Linked DNA regions of Rattus norvegicus: region 1 is linked to region 2. A link is a contact called in public Hi-C data. All regions are on one chromosome and are shown on one strand. Each heading gives the region's core, a stretch centred on a gene start, on an enhancer-like site or on the middle of the called end of the contact. The rest is flanking DNA. Distances are from core to core; before and after follow the strand shown. Region 1 overlaps LOC108350944 (a long non-coding RNA gene). Region 2 has its middle 530 kb from the start of Map3k7.

What was found. Hi-C and Micro-C count contacts between places; a contact is called where the count stands out from the background.
Region 1: a contact with region 2 is called in a Hi-C map of Schwann cells, with 4 times the contacts expected there. The contact joins two enhancer-like sites. A contact is called at or near these places in 2 of 12 Hi-C or Micro-C datasets (Schwann cells and frontal cortex).

What each region holds. Positions count from the first base shown.
Region 1 is chr5:51,129,989-51,135,034 of GRCr8, forward strand. It overlaps LOC108350944 (a long non-coding RNA gene), which reads left to right. Exons shown (of 5, transcript XR_005504684.2): 5 at 1-713. Among named protein-coding and RNA genes, the nearest start is that of Map3k7, 22 kb to the right of the region's middle. Within about 2 kb of position 3,198, at least 5 of the 93 cell types and tissues checked have an H3K27ac peak or open chromatin away from gene starts, as enhancers often do. A contact at or near this core is called in Schwann cells, where this site is marked.
Region 2 is chr5:50,616,667-50,622,317 of GRCr8, forward strand. No RefSeq gene overlaps it. Among named protein-coding and RNA genes, the nearest start is that of Map3k7, 530 kb to the right of the region's middle. Within about 2 kb of position 2,980, at least 7 of the 93 cell types and tissues checked have an H3K27ac peak or open chromatin away from gene starts, as enhancers often do. A contact at or near this core is called in Schwann cells, where this site is marked.

The sequences.
Region 1 (5,046 bases), core at 1,948-4,447, 510 kb after region 2:
TGACTTTAAGCTGGGCATGGCGGTACACACCTGGCATGCTAGAACTCTGAACACGGAGAACGGAAGATTGTGAATTTGAAGCCAGCCTAAGCTACATAGTCAAACCGTGTCTTTTAAAGACAGAATTGTTACTTTGAAGGTAGAAGTTTCCAGATAGGGTTCAGGACTTGCTATCACAAAATACAGAGCCTGGGTATATTTTAAAATGACAGTGTGTTTTTGTTTCTCCCAAGCTTTCCTATAAACAGAAAACTTTCTTTAGCCCTCCCCTACCTTCCCCTCCCAGAACTTAGGAAGGACTTCCCAACATTCCTTGACACAGGTCATAACACTCACACACGGGGTGCCTTTCCTACACTCAGAGAAAAGAACCCACATCACCAAAGGTGAGAGAAATACAAACAGATCTTGGTGTGCTCTCCAGTTTATTGCCTTGTCCTCACATTCCGTTTGTCCTATCGAATTTTCCCACAAATGAACACTCTTCCTCACGTTTCCTGGCTTTAAAACATTCAAATTAAACCAGGCCTAGGAGAAGCACACAGGAAACTGAAGATGATCATAAGCTGGAAGTCAGCCTGAGCTGTGAGGTGAGACCCATCCTCAAAAACAAAACAAGGAAAAACACTAGACTGTTTTCTTCAGCTGTCTATTTCCTATGTCACTTATAATTATACCAAATAAATACACATGCTTTGCCCTTGCCAATATGATTTGTGTTATCATGTCTTCAAATTTGCACCTAATATGTATAAAATGAAAGCTATTATCTCCCCCGACCCCTGCAAAAGAACAAATGGAAACTGAAACTATAATAATATAAAATAATAAGACAATGATATAGTAAAAGTAAAGTGCTTAAAACCATAAAAAGAGGCACAACTACACTAAGTTTACTTGAAAATACAGATTTTTCCCCCTCCCCCAGGGATGAGGGATCAGGCAAAGGTGAGTTTGTACCTGATAAAAAGGATTTAAAATGTAATGTCACCTTGCGATACGAAAAAACATGTTTCTACTAGAGTAAAGACATGTACGACCACTTTGTCTAGTGCCTGTCTACTAATCATTACTATAAGCCTGGTAAATAATGGATGGCCACTTCTCAATTTTTAGCTCCCATTCTATTCTCAAAAAAATCTTTCCAAATATCTATGAAAATAAAAATGGGAAGCCTATTTGAAAAAAAAAAAAAAAAACAGGTTAAATGATTCAAGGTTGAATCCACCCTCTGCTTTTTTCTTAGTTGCCCAAACAAAGGCTGATATATAACCCTGAGATCTGGAATTCATAAATGTCATAAGCACAGAGCGGGGTGATCCACATCACTGTGTGGGGGTGGGGGCAAGAGGAGAGAGAACATGGACATTTTATAGTCATAGTTTATGAATGTCGTCTAAAGGGGTGTTTTCATATTGGCGTAATGTATTTTCTCTAATGTCTGCGCTTCCTATATTCTCACTGTCTGAATTCCTGCCAAGACTGGCCAAGATGTTTCTCTTTCTCAGCACCCTCAGCAGAGCCTTGACTGATACATTTTTTTCTAGTTTTCTCAGCCCTGCTTCTGGTCCTTTGTCTTTCCTTGGTTATGTAATCCGTCCTTTCTCAACCTTTTTTTCTAATTTATCTTAACTCTAGCTAGAGCACAATCAAGTCTAATTCTAGAGAAGGGTGGTGTTTAAGACCGGAAGTACACAAACAATAACAACGTCCAAGTTTTATTCCTTCAATGGGTTGCTGCTTTGTTTTGTTTTCCTGGTGGGAGAGATCCTGCACTCCCTTTCATTGTTAGAAGCATCTCCGCTCAAAGGGCTAAAGGAGAACCAACATTCCCAGCAATGGCTGGAACCCTAAAGCCAGAAGTCCAAAGAATCCCCGTCTGCAAAACTTGCGCTCCCTCTACTTTCTGAAGGGAACGTTCTCCGGTCTGGATGAAGTCACCGACATGTCTCTTGTCTTTTGGAAGAAACAAATGTCAGCGCGACCTATTAAAGTCAACCCCGACAACAATGAGCTGGGGATTAGCATTGACAGCTCCCTTAATGTGATTCTTTTGGACAGGGATTAATTTAATGTGTTGCTGTCAAATGAAACAAAAAACGAGATGGATTCACTAATGACTCTATTCCATAGCACACACTTTTCCACTCCTGATCTATGTCAGAATGAAGCTGACAGCAAGAGAAAATCATTTTTTTTCCTAATGAAAAGGAGGAAGCTATTCCCTTCTTGACAAACTTTGAAGGAGGGAAGTTGAACTGGGCTACCAAGAGTAGATGAGCTTAAATTTAGAACACCGGGGAACAGGGAACTCTCCCTTCTCCAAGGAGCCCAGACCTTGTGACCCTTCCTGGCTGGGGAACAAATTTGCAAGATGGCCTTAACTTCTCCAGATCTCAATTACCTCCCATGTCAAGGGCTGAATTAAAGGGCTTCTAAACTTCTTAACTCTAAATTGCTAATCTGTAGAAGAAGGGATCCAGCCCACGAACACCAGCCTAGTCCCACAGACAACTCTGTCGAGGCTGTGACAGAGTGGGGGCGAGTCAAAGAGCGTTGATCTCTTGGGGGGGGGGGGGGTAAAAAAAAAACGGTTTGCCAAGTCGAACGCTAAAGCCTCCTTAAAATAGTTAGGATTTCTCTTTGTTCTCCCTAACAAAGAAACTTTAATTCGCACTTCTCTGCGAAGAAAGACAATTCAGACAGGCCGTTTTCGGGTGAAAGGTGTCTCGACAATTAATAATCATTAAATACTCACAGAGGATTGGCAGGAGCTATTCACTGAACGGGGTGCTTATCACTAAGAAAGCATGGATTTACAGTATAGACTGGGCACTGTTCTTTGTGGAGAATGCTTTGCGTTTACCTCCTGGGAGGCACACACCCCTCTGATGCACTTTGCATATCCATGGAAGTTAGTGTGAGGTTTGTAAATCCCTATGAGCTCCGGGTCTCAGCGGGCACCGTTGCAGGGATGATCCCTGGCAGTGTCCGAGCTGGAGACTTCGTTGCAGGACGCTCTGCTTCCCGGATGCAGGGTTAGCTGGACACCAGCCGGAACCCCAGCCCCAGTTTGCAGGCTCCCGGACTCAGGTTCGGCCCTCTGGAGTCAATCTTCGGGTCACCTCTGCTGGTGCTCTGTGACCCGGGAGTTCCACAGTTGGGGCCGAGCGGCAGAGTCCCGCACACCGCGGGCGGCTTCTAGCGCCTGGTTTCCCTCCGCATCCTCCGTTCTTCCCACTGCTAGCCGCCGCCCAGTCTATTACCTGTTTTTTACTAGTGATTACTGACTCTCTAGTTTTGTCTCCCCAGCCTCCTCTTTCTCCCTCCTTTTCCTCCCCCTGATGGTTAGAACGGCCAACAGACCCGTCATACCCCACGACCCTGCTGCCCTCCTCAGTACGCCCCACGGCTTCGCTCCGCAGGCCACCCAGCAAGCAGCAGGCAGAAAGGACCGCTTACTGTGCCAAGCTGGCTAAAGGCTCCGGCCCCTCGCTCTGGACACCAACTCTGCACCAGAGCAGGAGCCCCACCGGACCGGCCTTATCGCTTTGTCCCCAGCACCTGCCGCCACCATTAAGAGATCCATGTAGGCCGGTGGTCTGCCAGCGGACTGGAACTCAGCTCGCTCTGGACCTTGATACGGAAAATAGCAACTTTATATAGACACATACTTTTGAATACGAGCATTAAAAAAAATAGTAATCCAATGAATACTTTTTATATAAATATATGTAAATGCACACACACACACGTATATGTCATGAATGCTACTCAAAAATAAATGAAGGTATGCTCTTTAATTTTTACCTATAGAAATGTAAAAAGGAGAGCCGGATCAACTTAAATATAAAAGTTGGCTAGAAAAGAGAAAATTCAAACACCACAAAACTGGATTAGTAAAAGACAATTAGCTAATATTTGAGCTTATTTCCTGAAACATTTCAAGAATTCCTTATATACGTTACTTCTTCATAAGAGACTGCTAGGTACACCAATATATATAGAGAGAGCACAAAGAGTATAAATAAAATGCCATAAACCATAACCAAAGTTCGAGTAAGAAACTACTGTAAAAGCAAAGCAGGGAATGGGGGAATTCTTGAAAAGAAGGCTAAACAGAAAAATTGAAGCTGCTTGCAGGTTACCTCAAACTTGTAAGTATCAAGTTTCCTTTGAAATTATTTCTCATTTTTATGAGAATCTAATTGAGGATCACCTGGAAACAGTGGGGGAAGGAAGACAAGGAGAAAAATACCGGTTGGGTCCACAGATTGAAAGACTAAAAGAGCCACAGTGCCACCTTATGGGCAAAAAAGAGATTTCTTTTTCTTCCTCAACATGGTTTGTCTTTTTTTTTTTTTTTTTTTTTTTTTTTTTTTTTTTTTCTGTGAAGAGAGAAAAGAGAAAGGAGAGAAAGAAGAGAGAGTGGTGAGTGATTAAGTCACCTAAAAGACAGACAGACATTTGATTTATGTGAGTAGTGGTATTTTTCTGTTATTTCAAACACACTAGTTAGTGTGTTTATATCAAAACTTTATAAATTATAACAAGCCAAACATAACAATATGTAACACTGAGGAATGTTCTAATGGAGTACATAATCTGAAATTTTGAGTGTTTGCCTAAAACAGTGAATAGATTGTATTTATGTCCTAAAAGTGATTCTTGACAGATTCCACTATTAAATATTAAGTCTTCTAAAGAAAACGCAGTTTCTTTGTTCAGTTGCTTGCGTCTGGAAAAGACATATTCTTAGATAAAAATAAAGCAACTTCACTTGTAAAATCTGCTTATTTAGTTATAACTAAGAAAGGTGGAGCGGCGACTGGAGGACTTACAGACATTACCTTAACGGGAGTTCTAGTTGTCTAGCCATAGGTGCAGACTGACCCTCTGTATCAGAAGTGAAAAGAGACGACTCCAACGCTAAGAAATGCAAACCAAAAGCCACCCTCCCCTTATTGTGCATCCGGAAACATCTAGCATGGTGTGAGTGATTCCTATCCCAATGTCTTCTGCAAGACAAGATGGAATTCAGGGGTT
Region 2 (5,651 bases), core at 1,730-4,229:
GGAACTTGCTATGTAGACCAGGCTGGCCTTGAATTCTGGAGTGCTGGGATTAAAGGTATGAGCCACGGGACAGCTTGAAAGCAGTTTTCATTCAAAACAGCATTTCCCATCTGCAAAGACTGTGCCTGGGACTCTGGGCAGACAGCTCTTTCTTCTGCTGTGTCTCTTGCAATGATGTGGCAGAGCTTCCAAGAGGTCAGGGGCATTGTTCTGCCTTGGACTTTAATTTCAGTCAAGCCCCTGGTAAATACAGTTAGAATGTCTACTGCGGTGAGGAACAGCACCTAAATCTGGTTCCCATGGGGAACTGTCCAGCAGGCAGCCTGAACCCAAGAATTCTCTTTCTGTGACTTTCCTTCAACTTCTGTGAAGTCACTGTCTCTACCTACCCTAGGATTCACCCTTGGAATACACATGTGGATCTTCCATGTAACCTAGGTTTCAAGTCAGGCCATCTAAAATCACCTGGCAATAGTTACTAATCTTCCTTGCTTCTTTTCATACAGCACACTAAAAAAAAAAAAAAATAAGCAATGAGTGCACACATTTAGATGGTGTGGTGTCATAGCAAATTCAAACTTCTTAAAACAACTGAAAAATACCAGGAATTCAAAATGACAATTAGGAATGCCCCCTCCTCTCTCTCTTTCCATCCCTCCTTCCTTTGCTCTCCTCCTTCACGTTTCTAAATCTATAACGTCAAGGCTGGCTGTTCATTTCCATCAGTAGTATCGTTCTCCGAAGTTGTAAGCCACTTTCCAGGTCACTAGGCTACACGGGGAAGAGCCCTCCTCGACCTCTCTTCTCTAAATGAACCCTCCTAATGGCAAGTGAACTTAATAGCACTAGGAAGGTGAAGGCACCAGATTTGCTCTGGGGTTAAGTTAACAAAAAAAAAGTTGCCAAAAAACATTTTCCAGATTTATGTTGGAGGTTTAGTTGAAACTATTTTTGTTCCATAAAACAGTTCTATGACACGACCTGCTGCTTCAGTTCCTAGAGGAAAATAGCTCAACTTTTAAAATTAACTTAAAAAATACACAGTACAAAGCACTCTATATAATATAAACGAGTCTGAGCTGTAACAAAGGCTTCATTATGTAAGCTGATATTAGAGGATTTTTAGCTCCAGGGGACATTAGAGATTGTGAGTACTTTTAAGCTATGTAGCATCAATGGCCACAAATTTAATTTTCTGAGAATCATAGACCTGAAAGGAATTTACTAATTCACTTTTCTAATTAGAGTTGCATTGCAGTCCTTTGTTGTAGACATTTATATTTAATCGTATGAATAGTTGATAAGTACACCATTTCAAAGCATGTCAGTGTGAATCGTCTGCCTCCTAACTACCCTCCCAGAACCTGGCCTTAGTGCAGCCCAATTTCCCCAGTACCCTATCAGCATGCTGTGTCATTGGAATATCCTCCAAATTAGAAAAAAAAATTATTCTCCCACCACACACGTGCAGACTTTGCATCTGAGGATCCCCCAGTCCAGCCCAGTTGTGCATAATCAACACCAAGATAAAACTCTCAAGGCTCCTGGTATATCAGTCCCCAAGGCATGTGAGTCTACTCTGACTTCTCCAGGACTTTGTCCACTTTCTCTGTAAATTGCTCGCCCTTGGAGACTTCCATCCATCCTCAGGGATCTCCGGCTCTGGCTCTGTTATGTAGTTTAACACACTTTTCTCTTCAAAAACTTCCCCTGACATTCAGCCCAAATGTTCCTTAGTCTTCCCCACAATGAATACTCCCCAGCACTGACCTTTGCGAAAGAACAATAAAGCATCCCTCCCTCCCCCTGAGTCCCAACAGTCTGTAGTCCTGTGATCCCATCCCTAACTCTTAGATATCAGTAAGAATATCAACGCACACTTAGCAAACACACCCCACTGCAACTCAGCGTTATGACGCTAATCATTCTGAACCTTCAGAAACCACCTCAATGACTGAATCATTTGTTCAACAACTATCTTGTGAGCACCTACTGTGTGCTCAGTATTGCGTGAAACGCTGATCCTATGTGGCAAAGACCCTCATTTACACATTCTGAGTCTACTGCTGTTCTCTTAGTAACAGACTTGGCATGGAAATCATTTTTTCCATTGCATTGAACTTAAGAATGTTTTCTTGTAACAATTATCCTACCATGATTTCCTCATGAAAAATTAGGTGACCAACTCATTTGTTGCAGGACTAGGGCATGTTCAATGTTTTATTTCAGAGGGGACGGATAGAAGTCTTTTGTTCTCATGACTGACTGCAAAGCACTCTATTCATTCCTCCTGGGTATGAGCTTTTCTCTCTGCTTCAGCTTTCCCCAGGAAGGGTGCAAAGGGCAGAAAATATGTGCCCTGGTGAGCACCAAGGACGTCTGGGCGGCCACCAGTGACTCTGATTCAGCAGCAGGGTCAGTGATTTTCGCCATACAGAGGACTTCCCCAGCCTTACACACAGGCCCCCTCAGTGCTCACTCTGACAAAGCACGTCACTATTTGGACTTGTATAGTGTTTGGAAGGCGGGCTGCATTCGGAAATTCACAATGTATGAATAAGTTTCAAACACAGAAGAAGGAAAAGTGAGTTGGAAAGTGTGGCAGGATGACAGGAGAATTTGAAAATATGGCAGGATGACAGGAATGGCTTACATATCTGAATGCTCAGTCATCAGGAAGTGCGACTACCTGAAAGACTATAGAACAATTAGGAGGCGTGGCCTTGTTGGAGTACATGATGTAACCATGTTGAAAAAAGTGTGTCAATAGGACTGGACTTTAAGGTTTCAATTTCTCTCTCTCTCTCTCTCTCTCTCTCTCTCTCTCTCTCTCTCTCTCCCTCTCTCCCTCCGCCCCTCCCTCTTTCCCTCCCTCCCTCTCTCTCTCTCTTTCTGCCTAAGAAGCAGGATGATGTAGCTCTCAGCTACAATTCCAGTGCCATGCTCCCTGCCACACCCCCTGCCTTGATAATAACAATCAAACCCTTTGAAACTCTAAGTAAGCCACCCAAAAAAATGCTTTCCTTTATGAGAGTCCCTATGGTCATAGTGTCTCTTCATAGCAACAGAACAGCGACTAAGACAGAAAGAAAGTGGAGTGCCATAAAAGAAGAATATTTGTAGAGCATTAGAACAATTCTTGTCCCATATTAAGCACAGTTTGTGCTAAGGTAGAAAAAGGAAAGTCTTTAAGTAAAAGACCTTTAGAACAACAGAAATGGGAGACACAGAGATTTGAGGCTTCTGACCTGCTGATGCAGGCAGGGCAGGACAGGGTTGTTTCTTTCTTCTAAGAAAATTAAGAAGATCCAGAAGCCGGGTGTACCTTGTTCATTGCAGTTTTGCCGCACTCAGGGTATTTCTATGAATACCCGCCATGTCTAGAGATGGAAAGATTTCACTCATGTAGCTATTTTCTGGTATGAGGGAAGATTAAAGGGAGGGGGAAGTGTTAGAATTTTAATTAGACACTTCTTCCCCCTCGATATGGAAAGAATTAATGTTGCATCAGTAACAAGATTACGCATTTTTTATTGTAACTTGTTCTGACCTAAAAGCAACCATCTGAGTTATAATTCTTTCTGTCTTCTTTACACAAATTCACTTGTTTGGGATCATTAATCAAAACCACCTGGTAACATAAAGCAAATTGGACAATTAAAGAAACGCATTAAGACAGAAGCACATGCTAGCTAAAGATGGCCTATCCCTCTGCCTGTGTATCGGGGAATCTGTCAGTAAGACCGTCATCACAGCACCTAATCAGACGGGTGCTTCTCTTCTCAGCAGGGTAGAAGGAATAGTGCCAGATGCCACATTCAAAGCAGGTACATCCTACAAAAAAATAGTAGTATTTGTACATTTTGCATTTTGTGTTCAATTCTCAAGCGTATATGTGTGCCAAATAGTAAACTGTCAATAAAAGTCACGCCTCTGGAACAGATGTTTGGAGGTTCGCAATGAAGACATACAGAACATTCATCTAAAAGGATACATAATTTCCACATGTTGCCAATCGTTTGAAATCTATTTAACAGAAAACACGCACTCCAGATGAAACACCAAGAAAACAAACATGTTCCCAAGTGAGAGGATTTGTTCGATAGATCATGACTTGCCTGAAGATCTAGACAAATGATGGCATATCATCAGTGGGGCAAGATGGCCACTCTGGCATTTGTTTCCACAAGAGAGATGGGCTCGACCAGAGCGAAAGCATTACGTAAGGCGAGCATGCGCAGACCCTCGTGCTGAAGCAGGAAGGCAAAGCCTGGGATCAGAGGAATCAAGATGGCTTTGTCCACGACATAAATGAAAGATTGGCACTGCCTCTCGTGTTAAAACTCATTTTTCATAAAAGCTGCAGCATGAGGTTGTGGACACATAGACTGCCACATCAGCGGGGGCTACTCTGGGTTCAAGCATCCATCTCAAAAAGACTTGAAATAAAAAATTAGCAGAAAGTTGAATCCGCGCAGGTAGTGTCTCCCATTCCAGAAGATCCCTAAGTTTCCAGGCAGTGAAGATGGTATACATCTCAGCATAAGAATGAACAGAGTCTTCCCATATCCTTTCTCTTTTGAATATAGTGTATGTAAGAAAAGTCAGGAGTGCAGAGTGTGCTAATAACTCCGGTTGCCTGTGGTTATGTCTCAAAAGCTCTTATTTCACCAATTCACTCTCAAAAGATTTATGAATCATGACTCATCAGCTATGGAACAAACACTGACCTAGGGGCTGGTGCTACAGCATTTGGGGAGATGGGGAGGAGAAGAGTCTAAAATCACCACACTTGTAGGTTGCGGGACAGTAAGAAAATACCCAGAAAAATACAGACAACCTCTATGCCGTGGGAAGTAGTGAACGGAGAAAGTACAGGAAATATGGGAAGATGTTTGGTGGTTAAATAGGGAAATAGTTCAAAGTCTCCAAGGACAGGATGCATGGGTGTGTCACCAATAAGAAGGTTCAAGTGACTGAGGCCAAAAGAGAGTTGAGAAAGGTGATGGAAGAATGGACGCATAGACATGGGGCCAAATCTGACGCCAAAATTGTGCTATGGATCCCCTCCAGCTCTCTACATGTGCTGCTTCCCAGAATGCCACTGACAGACTTAAGAAGCCTGTGTCTCAATAGCACAAGGCCGTCCATGTTTGAGCATGCTTCCACTTGGAAAAATAATATTGTGACTATACATGGCTGTGGCAGCTCTTGGAAGAGTATGACTCGTCAACGATACTTGTCCAGCTCAGAAGGACTCAACGTTTACGCCCCACCCTAAAACTGTCTTTCTGAAGCAGGACACCTCACTCCTAGGTCATATAAAATTCACCTTAAAGTAACAGCTTCAATTATGTCTTTCCTTTAAGCTGAACTGCTATTGCTAAAGGTAAATTTCACGTTTTCTACATACACATCAATATAATGCATATGAATTCATACGTGTTTTCTCTCAAAATTGAAAAACAAACGTCATTTTGATGCAGACCACCATCAATGGGTAATTAGAGCGTTCAGTTTGGTCAGTGAAGATAAGCAACAGAAGTGTTTGAGCTAGCACGGCTGGGGAAATATCCTGTGAAAACAAGGTCAGACAGGCCCCACACCCTCTGCCAATGCACATGACCACTGGAAACTGATCCAAGAGCCAT